Regions from separate parts of the Danio rerio genome. Here region 2 is linked to region 1. The links are chromatin contacts, called in public HiCAR-type maps. All regions are on one chromosome and are shown on one strand. The core of a region is the stretch at or near the end of the contact, and the rest is flanking DNA. Distances in the headings are between cores, read along the strand shown.

Region 1 (5,853 bases), core at 1,578-4,077:
ATCTCTTTTACACATTTACATGCTGTGATAGTGCATTGTATATAAACAGTTATCATATGGCTTGACATCAAAAACATGCACTTAGTTTAGAATAAACTAGGGTTAATAGTTTCAAGTGTCCAAAGCTCTAAGCTGTTTTGCGTATTGTGGAGTTTTTATATTATTGTTTTAAATTACTGGTCATTAATTGTTTTGTAGTGAACAATTGGGGTGTAGGATGAAGAATATGGTTGTGCAGAATAAGCCAATTATTGAGCTTTATAAGTACTAATAAACCACCAGGCCATTAAACAAGAAGTTAAAAGTGAGAATAGCTCTCCATGCTAAGGAATTATTAAAAACACCAAAAGCCTTCTCAAAATATCGTCTTATGATTAATTTCTCTCCCTTTCATATTTCACACATATAAGGAATCATGCTCTATATTCAAAAGTATTCAGGTTTCACATTTTCACTTTTCTTTTCAAAACTTTGGTGTCAGAGGAGTTATTATGCTGATCTCATTGGTCTGCTGCTCCACTGCTTAACAAGACAGTTCCCTCGCTCTGTCTGAGTCTTTTCCTTTATTTATATTCCCTGATGTTTCAGTTCCTCACTTGACACTAAAGTGAAACCGCTCTGTTGCTAAATGCACACAGGTTCATTATAGAACTAAAAACTTAAAAAAAAAATTTGTTACTTAAAATAACCAAAATGCAGACTGATAAGTAACAAAACAAAAATTACAATAATTTACTGTAAAACGAATGTAATGAAATCAGACCTTCTAATTAGTTTAGCTCAATGTAATCAAATAATATATATACAATATATATAATGGTGGAGTAATGGGGTGGGGGATATTTTCTTGGCACACTTTGGGCCTATTAGTACCAACTGAGCACCGTGTCAACCCCACAGCCTACCTGAGTATTGTTGCTGACCATGTCCATCCCTTTATGACCACAGTGTAACCATCTTCTGATGGCTACTTCCAGCAGGACAATGGACCATGTCATAGTGAATCATCTCAGACAGTATTTAAATGGCCTCCATAGTCATCAGATCTCAATCCAATAGGGTACCTTTGGGATGTGGTGGAATGGGAGATTCACATAATGGATGTGCTGCTGACAAATCTGCAGCAGCTGCATGATGCTATCAAGTCAATATGGACATAAATCTCAGAGGAATATTTCAAGTACCTTGTTGAATCTCTGCCACGAAGGATTAAGGCAGTTCTGAAGGCAAAATGGGTCCAAGGTAAGGTAATAGTAACCACTTACTAGTAATGGGTACTAATAAGGTGTCCCTTATAAAGTGGCCAGTGAGTGTATATATTCTATTATACAATATATTATAGTATAAAATATACTATTAAAATTATTTTATATATTTAAGAAAAGTCAATCAATCAATCATTACAACCTATACAAATGTATATAAACAGTAAACATAACAATACAGATCAGAACATTAATAATATAGAAATAGAAAATATCCCTTGTATAAAAGTTTTTGCTTAAATTATTTGCTTAAATGCTTTCTGCTCTAGTAAACTATTTGTGGATTGACTTCATCAAAAAAAATACTTAAATATTGTGCTATTGTGGTGCTTAAAATCGCTCTGAGTAACTTCAACCAGCTCGACAAAGCAACACTGGCTCAACCAATGGCATGAATTTGGGGGTGGGGCTATCTGAATAATAAATTACACATTTCAATTCTTAAGTCTTTAAAATAGACAATTTTCTTCAGCTTAGTCCTTGATTAATAAGGGGTTGCCACAGAGGAATGAACCACCAATTACTTATACATAATTTTTTATTATGACGGATGCCCTTACAGCTACAACCCGGCATACTCAGTACACTGACTCGTGAACCCAGTGCTGTTCAGAGAGACAAAAATTAGACTTAAATTGTGACAGAATGAGAATTACAATGATCATAAAGAGTAAAATAAACCATCTACAACTGTAATTTCTAATATTTCTAATTACCTAGACTGTCAATGAAGTAAAATCAGTATAATATAAGGTACGAAAAAGCAGTTCTGCCTATCTGGGAAGAAGAGCTAACTGGAAAGACTATGAAAGATCATTTGTCTGTAGTCATTTCTATTTAAGGTGAATATATTCAAATATGGCCTTAAAGTCCCGCCTCGTCTAGCAGCCGCCATCAACCGGCCCTCTGGAGATCCCCATTAACCCAAATGTCAATATCAGAGTGCTTCACAAGTGCTAACGGAGGGTCTTAATCTAATCCATTACCGATGACCCCGGACAACTATCCTAGGCTTTCAATCACACGCTTTCACTCTCCCATGCCCTCGTGTCAGACATTACCATTGACGGTCAACAGCACTTTAACTGTTTCTCATTGCGTCATGGGCCTTACAATTCAGTTCCACCCTCACTTCGACTCTGCATGTCCAGGAAAGTGAGTCGGCCGCTGGGTTACTGAGGAACAATGGCATTCCTGTGCTCTGTGATGCCAGGTGCCGGCAGGAACACGATCCCTTCCATCTGTCTGTCTGTTCTGGCAAGCGCTCGGCCAGGCCCGGGCAGCAGCTAGAGAGACTCACAGAATGGGACTATTGTTCCAAAGCCTCTTGGAGGAACACACTAAACACCCCTCCTTCCCCACACAACACAAACGTTGACGAACGCACACCAGCATAAACTTACACGTCATGAACTACGTTGAGTTAAAGACGAGTGTCAGACAAATATGTAACATGCACCTCAATTGTATGCATTGAGAAAGTGCACATCTGCAGTTCTGCTGAAGTCTTGCAAAGAGAGGGCAAACAAGCCGCTGCGCTACAGCCCAGTCCCGATGAACATGATTCATTTCCTATAAATGTTCTCCTCTCCAAGATTTCTCAGCAGTGAGCAAGTTTTACATCTGCCTGACCTTATCTTTGCCAAAGAGCATTAGATTGTTGATGGTGTTAGGATTTTTAGGGTAACTTCATGAGGAAAAAGAAAAGTGTGGCAGATCTGTTTTATCAGAATCAGAAAGAGCTTTATTGCCAGGGATGTTCACACATACGAGGAATTAGTTTTCGTGACAGAGCTTCTACAGTGCAACAGATTTATAGAGACAAAAAAACTGATAATAAATATATTTTAAAAAAAGAAGTAATAGTGACTGCAAATATACAAATTGTGACAAAAATCTGAGTGTACTGAAATGAGTCTATCAGGAGCTTGGGAATATTCATAAGGTCCTAAAATCTGCTTGTTTTTTTCCACTTTTTTTATTCTGTTTTTTTTTAAGTTATAGATAAACATTTTTCTATTTAATATTTATGGGTTATATTTTTCTATTACAGTTTTTTTCCAACTGCTTATACACAAAATCTTTTTTCACACAATTTCTGAAACATCTCACACAAAATGCAAAATAACACCTCAAATATTCAAATACAAAAGCTATTTCTCAGCCTTGAACTCCATTTTCAACTGCATAAAACACTTTTTTCAAAACTCTACACACAACTCTACCTAAAACACAAAACTCTAACAGGAATCCACTTGCTTTCATTTTCCAAACACAACCAATCAAAATGCTACACTTATTCTCAAGGTTTCACACACACACTCCTTAAATGTGGAAACACTAATTTCTTAACTGATCACTAATCAATCACTGCTTTTGTCTAGTATAAGCTAGACAATGGGACACTGGACAATGGGACACTAGGTGATGGGACACTGGGCTGTTCTGGTCCAAAAAAAAATGGTTTTCCACCCATCCACAATTTGTAGTTTTGTACCTATACCCCATATTCTCCTTTTCTAAATCCTATAAGAACAGACTAATTCTTCTGAGCCTAGCACTGTAACGTTTGATGACCAACCCTTGGCTTGGCCTAATAAATATTTTCAGTTTTTTTCATGTCATTGGTGTTTACAGTGTACCTGTTACTCCTCTTAGCAGATTACTGTCACTGTAAAACATTGTATTAAAATGTAGATATAAGCCTAAAGAGCAATGAGCTGTAGGATTTACCACAACAGTGTTTGGTTTAGCCAAAATACTTACTGTTATGAAAGAAGTGGTTGCTTCATTTTGAAATGTGTTTATGGCATTTAGAATGCAGTGTTGTGTGTGCAGTTTTGATAAAAGGGGACACTGTTTAGAAAACGTCTATAAGCAGTTGGAAAAAACTGTATTATTATTATTATTGTTATTATTATTATTATTATTATCATCATCATTATTATTATTATTATTATTATTATTATTATTATTATTATTATTACTACTACTACTACTACTTCCACTAATACTACTATTTTCACATCCACAACTACTACTTTGGGAATTATTATGGTACAATAATAGTAGGCCTATATTGCTGTCACAGTTTCTTCAACTTAAACCAAACTTTTGACAGTTTGTCATGAAGAAAACTGTAGAAGGGGCAAGTTTTAAGCCAATTAAATGAATTGAAAAGACCAGCTTAGAGAAGAAGTCTGTCATTTATGAGTTAAATAATAGTTAAATACTATGTTAAAAATATAATTAATAATAATAATAATAATAACAGCAAAATTAAGACAAATAGAGAAACTGTTCAGTAAGATTTTTAACATCGCTTTACAAAATTAGATCAAACTTTCATTTCATTAACCTATATGGTTAAATCTACAAATGGAGTTTGCATGTTCTTTTCGTGTTCGCGTGAGTTTCCTCTGGGTGCACTGGTTTCCCAAAGAAATGCAGTACAGGTGAATTGGGTAAGCTAAAATTGTCCGTAGTTTATGTGTGTGAATGAGTGTGCATGGATGTTTCCCTGTGATGGGTTGCAGCTGGAAGGGCATCCGCTGCGTAAAACATGTGCTGGATAAGTTGGCGGTTCATTCCGCTGTGGCAAACCCAGATTAATAAAGGGACTAAGCCGAAAAGAAAATGAATGAATAACTCTACAAATAAGGGCAGCGCAGTGGCTCAATGGTTAGCACTGTCGCCTCACAGCAAGAAGGTCACTGGTTTGACCCCCTTTTGAGTCAGTTAGCATATCTGTGTGGAGTTTGCATGTTCTTCCCGTGTTGGTGTGGGTTTCTTCCGGGTGCCCCGGTTTCCCAAACAGTCCAAAGACATGCAGGATAGGTGAATTGAATGAGCTAAATTGTCCATAGTGTATGTGTGTGTGAATGCGAAAATGTGTGGGTGTTTCCCAGTGATGGGTTGCAGCTGGAAGGGAACCCGCAGTGTAAAACATGCTGGATAAGTTGGCAGCTCATTCCTCTGTGGTTCATACCACTGATTAATAAAGGGACTAAGCTGAAAAGAAAACGAATGTATGAATGAATAAATCTACAAATAGAATTTCAATAAAAAAGACTGCTCATCACGTCTTTTGTCCATTTATTGTGTCCATTTATCAGTTTCCTTCAACTGAATGAATTTTCTGCTTATTATTAGCATATACCACTCTTATTATCATAATTGAAATTTTTCCATTACGATGGTTCCTCATTATTATCTATTTATTGTTTGTTTTCAACTGCATGAAATTCTCCCTCTAACAGCAAATGTCAGTGTTATTAGTATAAAAGATATTTTTTCCAATTAAGCGGCTCGTTGTTGTGATTGTTTTTTCCACCGTTTATAATCAGTACATCTGTTTTAAAATCACATCATGTTTCTTTGCTTGTTCAATTTATATTATAACTTTTTGCACAATGCTGAAGTTTTTGGACATGTCAGAATAATAAACTTTACATTGACAAATGTAAACAACACAATCCTGCACAGGCACTCAACACAAAATACTACAACCTCAGTGTAATATTTTCCCTCTACCTATTCTGCTTTAACATATTCTCCAAGCACAGCAACCGTTCAACACCCCGAGGCA
Region 2 (5,853 bases), core at 1,522-4,021, 200 kb before region 1:
ACTTTGCTTTGAAAAAAAAGTCTTGTCACTTAACAGAAATAATGTACAGTTTTGAATATAAAGTCATGGTGCAGTCGAAAAATAATTAATATTGTGTAAGACTCCCATGAGCTTGGGAGGCTGCATCCATACATCTCTTCAATGATTCAAATAACTTATTAAGAAAGTCATCTGGAATGGCAAAGAAAGTGTTCATGCAGGACTCCCAGAGTTCATCAGGATTCTTTGGATTCATCTTCAATGCATCCTCCTTTCTCTTACCCCATGCTCGATAATGTTCATGTCTGGTGACTGGGCTGGCCAATCCTGGAGCACCATGACCTTCTTTGCTTTCAGGAACTTTGATGTGGAGGCTGCAGTATGAGAAGAGCGCTATCCTGCTGAAGAATTTGCCCTCTCCTGTGGTTTGTAATGTAATGGGCAGCACAAATGTCTAGATACCTCAGGCTGTTGATGTTGCCATCCACTCTGCAGATCTCTCGCACACCCCCTTATACTGAATGAAACCAGAAATCATGACTTTTACTTCACCAAACTTGACTGATCTCTGTGAGAATCTTAAGTCCATGTACATTTCAATAGGTCTTCTCCAGTATTTGTGATGATCGGGATACAGTTCAACAGATGATTCATGAGAAAAATCTACCTTCTGCCACTTTTCGAAATGACCCACTATAAGTCAAGTTATTATTTGTTGCTCTTACAAGTTTAGATTGACGACAAGACTTTTGTCAGGTAGTGTACTGTATATGGGACAGAATTACTAATAAAATGTTTGTTTGCCATTAAAACAGTACTGTCAGTATATACTAATCACATGCAGAGAAGACTTAGCACTGAAAATGCATGGATTACAGCTATTTTTGCACCCGACATTACTGAATATGCATTTGTTTCCCAGTCAGACACAAACATTATGCGAGGGGAATGTTTAAATGAACCGTGCAAGATGATTAACTAACAAACACAGAAGCCTTTCACCTTTGTATGTAAAAGATGTTTGTCATTAGCTACGTTTCCACCTATTTTTATTTGTATTTTGGACATTCTCAAAAAAAAAAAAAATGGTTGATGGAATCGCCGAGATACGCATAAATTTAGCAAATGCCCATAAAAAATGTATGCGCATAACTGAGTAGGATAAACTTTTTATTCAATAAGAAAAGATTTGCATAAATTATGATAGAAACACTTTTACCGAACAAATTCAAGTATGTGCATTGAAAAAGTCATGTGATTTTGTTATTAGAGATCATGTGATGATAAAAATGTGCGTGAATAACCAAACCAGCAGGCTGACCACATTGTAAAAGATCTGAAATGTTGTTTTGGTCATTCTAAAACACCAGTATTAGTGTTATTATATTAATAATCACCTCCAGAACTGTCAAGAGCGTCTGCGCTCTGTGTATGATGCCTTCAAACGCCACCACGTGTTCATCGTGTGTGGGCATTGTCTTCTAAAGTGCAAGTAATTTATTAAATATGGAAAAGATTCAAGCAACCTTTTCTACCACAGCAAATTCAGTTTTGATATTTGGCGCCAGTTAATCAGGAAGTGACAAATTTGTTCTCTTTGACTACTTGGATTGAAAACGCTACTTTATTCGCACATCTTTCATGCAATATTCCAGTAATGCGCATAACTTTTATTTCCATCTTTGGATGGAAACATAGCTATTGTCTTGTTGTCACTTACAGTATATTAAGCTTATCTATTTAGGAATATGCCTATTCTTGGCCAAAAATCAAATAAATATATTTATTCATTCATTTTCTTTTCGGCTTAGTCCCTTATTAATCTCCACACCAATGAACCACCAACATATACAGCATATCTTTTACACAGCAGAGGCCTTTCTAGCCGCAACCCATCACTGGGAATCATCCATACACACTCATTCACACACTCATACAGGGTCAATTTTAGCATACCCAATTCACCTGTACCACATGTCTTTGGACTGTGGGGGAAACCAGAGCACCAGGAGGAAACCTACGTGAGCACAAGAAGAACATGCAAACTCCAAACAGAAATGCCAACTGACCCAGCCGAGGCTTGAACTTGAACGAGCTTCTTGCTGTGAGGTGAATGTGCTACACACTGTGCCACCAAATAAATATGACTGAATGAAATAAAACTACAATATGTGCAATATGTGTACCATAGCATTTATTAAATAACACAAACTTTGACATTCTAAACACTGATTCATTTCTTAACACACATAACTGTCTAGCCTACCTTTACCCTGAGGGGAGAATTAAATATATATTGCGCTGTGTCTTGTCATAGTAAATCAACTGCACATTAAGAGCACTAGCTCTGCTTATTTGCCACTACACAAATTAACCCTGTTCTTTTTACATACAGGTAGGTTAATATGCAAATACAATGTTACGTCTTTGTGCATTGTCTGTAAATGATCTGCAGAAATTTGGAATTGCAAACTCATGCAAATTTGCCCCGTTTGGTAAATCTGAACCTATATATAAAGAAGTGGATCTGCAATGGTGGTTGACTGATATTAGCAGTGAGACTGACCCTAAATGAGATCTCCAGGTTTTCTCCTCCCCAGATGTCCATTCCTGCATCATATGTGCCGATCTCCTGGAAATAATCTCTGTCTATGGAGAAGAGGCCACCTGCCATTGTCGGGGTCCTAGTGGAAAAAAACACAAAGCAAAACACACAAGTTTAATTCTAAGCTGCAAAAACAGGCCCTTAAGGGGAATGATCATATCTCATAAAAGCAGCTCTTCCTCTCCTGTTCACTCCATCACAAACAAGCACATCGCGTGTCACTCAGACGAACCAGATCCTCAATAGAAATGACATGTTTACATGTGCCTATTTTGGCAACAACATATCCTTCTTTAAATATCTTTCAGTCTCGTTCGTCCATTTCCCTCAGCAGGCACCCTCTGTTCTTTCCTGTTTTCCTTCCATCCATCCCCTGCAGCACGTCTCATTCACAGTCATGTTTTCCTCAAGTAAGAACCTGTTGTTGTTATGCTCTCAAGTTGTTTTCATGCAGAGAACCAGGCGCTGATGTAAAAAGTAGACGAAGGAAATAAGATCGCGAGGGGAAAAAATGCAAAAACAGAAAGCGAAGTGGCGACAGAACGTTGTGATAAAACAACCGCGCAGCTCTGAAAAACACAGGGACTCTGAAGATATTTAACAGCAGAAGGCTAAGAGCTGCTGTGTTCCTGCAGTTATGAGGTGAGCAAAGTGCTGGTGTGGATTTAACGCTCCCCCTCGTCTGCGTGTGTTTTAACTGCGGTGTTTAGCTTCAGGGCCGGAGAAACACTTTTATATTCCACAGTTGTAAGTTTCACGTAAAATACCTTTCCGGAAAAGAAAAGAGATAAATGTTGAATTTGCATTTAAAAAGTCTTTACAAATCGCCCTGTGGTTAACACACATTTTCACTCAGCTGTGGTGCTCGTATATGCACCATGAGTTCAGATCTGACTTGTGATATCTATTCCTTTTCTCGTCTTTTTATCTTCTTAAGCTCATTTAAAAAAAAGAGATGAACTTGAATTTGGACTCCAAAGAGAAGCAGTGTTTGAACTGCAATTACATCACATTGTATGATTTCTTTGGAAAACTGTACAGTGTGGGCTTATTATACATGTAACAATATCATGGGCTGATGTGAATGATGTGAACAAAACTGTTATCTATAGTTGTCATTTTTAGAATTAGGGTTTGGTTTTGGGTTGTTGCATGTGATTATGTATAACTGTAAATATTACAGTAAGTACATGTAATGTTTACTAGGGATACTAATTTTGGTTAATTTTGCGATCCGACAACTGTCGCTTGTTAACCGTGAACTGGTCAGATTAATATTAAATTATTATTTATTTTAAAAAATAACAATTAATGTGTCTATTTTGTGTCTGACACATTAATTATTGCTTTTTAAAATACTGATTTATTTTAACATGCGAACATTTTTACAATAGAACATCTTCACGCAATTGCAGTGTTTCCAACAGCATAGAAAAAAAGAACAAACTAAATAAAAAGAATAAAATAAACAGTCCTGCCCAAGATATTTTTCACTTAAATGACAAATTTAGAGCACAAAACGAAAACACTGACTGAATCCTTTTTAAGAACCAGCATACAGTACTGTTTTTTCCCCCACCAGTCTACCTCAAATTTATTGCTCCACAGAAAATATGCAGTTAATTAACGCTTCGCTGTAATTTTTATATCATAAACTTCTGTCAACATTTTTAATAGAAGTTATTATTTGAAACATTATGTCTTGAGCTTCTGATTTTACCTTAGAGCTTGTGTGCTTTTATTTCCTCTCTCGCTCGTGCACTGTGTGTAATGAATTAAAGACACCGACAAGGTTCATATGTTGATTTTTTGTAAAGTAAAGGCTACTGTAGCATATAATTATTTAGTTGTTTGCATAGGATACTGCATTAATTTGCAAACAGTTTTATAAGCTATAAAATGAAAGCCTCAGTTTGGTGCGCAGTTATCATTATGCAAAAATCAAGAAAATCTTTGTATTTGTTTGTATTAGAAACTATTAATAACTGTAATTTTACAAATGGAAAATTTTGGTATGTTGATTGTACACTATCATCACAACTATAGCCTTATTGTTGTGTTTATGAGCGGTGCCGGCGCATACTCTGATGGAGAGAAAATCCTGATGCTCCGACTAGTGGCTGGCTTGTTTCCAAAGCAGTGCACATTTTAGAAAGTTTTATTTTGTGGCTTCTTTCTCCAACTGTGCAAATAAACAGAAGTGTTTATGGATCCAGGACAGAAGCAATTAGCATCAGCACTGGTTTGGCATCAACTTGTCTTTGTCAAACTGTGACCAGCAATATTCTTCCTTCATTTTGTTTCTTTGCCAAAATATGTCTGTAGGCTTGCATGTGTTACTGTAAAAAAAATAAATAAATAAAAAAAAAAAAAAAAAAAAAATATATATATATATATATATATATATATATATATATATATATATATATATATGTGTGTGTGTGTGTGTGTATATACATGTGTGTGTGTGTGTGTGTGTGTGTCTTTTTCTTGTCTGTTCAACAAAACAAGACTATATTATGAAATATTATTAATATTTTAATATTTTTTAACGGATGAATAATGAATGTTACTCTTGTAAACACTATATAGCTGATTATATTGAGCATAAACATTTCTCATGAAAAAAGTTATTACTGAATCTGTCCAAACTCCCACAGGAGTGGAAGTTTATAATCTTAATTATTTCAACGATTTATTCATTTGAAGTTGGTAAATCTCTAATGTTCAACAAGGTGGCATTTATTTGATCAAGAATGCAGTATAACAGCATTATTGTATAAAAATATTTTGTTTCAACTCAATTATTGCAGCATATTCTAAGAACAGTGGTGGGTATATTAGCCTTGAACTGTTTCTGCTGAAAACTGTGGTTAGTAATGTAATCGGTTTACTCAGTTACACTACCGATCAAAATTTTGGAGTTTTAAATGTTTTAAAATATGCTTTTCCTGTTCACCAAGGTTGCATTTATTTAATTAAATATACAGTACATATTGTAAAATTGTAAAAGATGATTGCACTATAAAATATCTGTTCAAAAGTGGTTTATAATTAAATTAAAATAGAAAATTAGAAAATTTGTTAGAATGTAAATCAGAAAAGAGAAAAAAGGAACAAAACCAATTAAGAATGCTTTACTGCCATTGTGTAAATAATATGCAATTATGTAATCCATTTAAAGTAACAGTAATCCGATTATGAGCATTTTAAACTGTAAAGTAATCTAATTACAGCTACCAGTGATTGCGTAATCCAGACTTCATGTA

What was found. HiCAR-type assays count read pairs that join an accessible place to other places.
Region 2: a HiCAR-type map of caudal fin shows a contact between it and region 1, with 5 times the contacts expected there. The contact joins two enhancer-like sites.

Annotation. Positions count from the first base shown.
Region 1 is chr16:29,990,110-29,995,962 of GRCz12tu, reverse strand. All of the region lies in intron 1 of galnt1 (UDP-N-acetyl-alpha-D-galactosamine:polypeptide N-acetylgalactosaminyltransferase 1), which reads right to left. Among named protein-coding and RNA genes, the nearest start is that of galnt1, 6.3 kb to the right of the region's middle. Within about 2 kb of position 2,827, at least 25 of the 62 cell types and tissues checked have an H3K27ac peak or open chromatin away from gene starts, as enhancers often do. A contact at or near this core is called in caudal fin, where this site is marked.
Region 2 is chr16:30,189,674-30,195,526 of GRCz12tu, reverse strand. It overlaps galnt1 (UDP-N-acetyl-alpha-D-galactosamine:polypeptide N-acetylgalactosaminyltransferase 1), which reads right to left. Exons shown (of 13, transcript XM_682380.9): 8 at 2,546-2,663. Among named protein-coding and RNA genes, the nearest start is that of tmem245, 92 kb to the left of the region's middle. Within about 2 kb of position 2,771, at least 1 of the 62 cell types and tissues checked has an H3K27ac peak or open chromatin away from gene starts, as enhancers often do. A contact at or near this core is called in caudal fin, where this site is marked.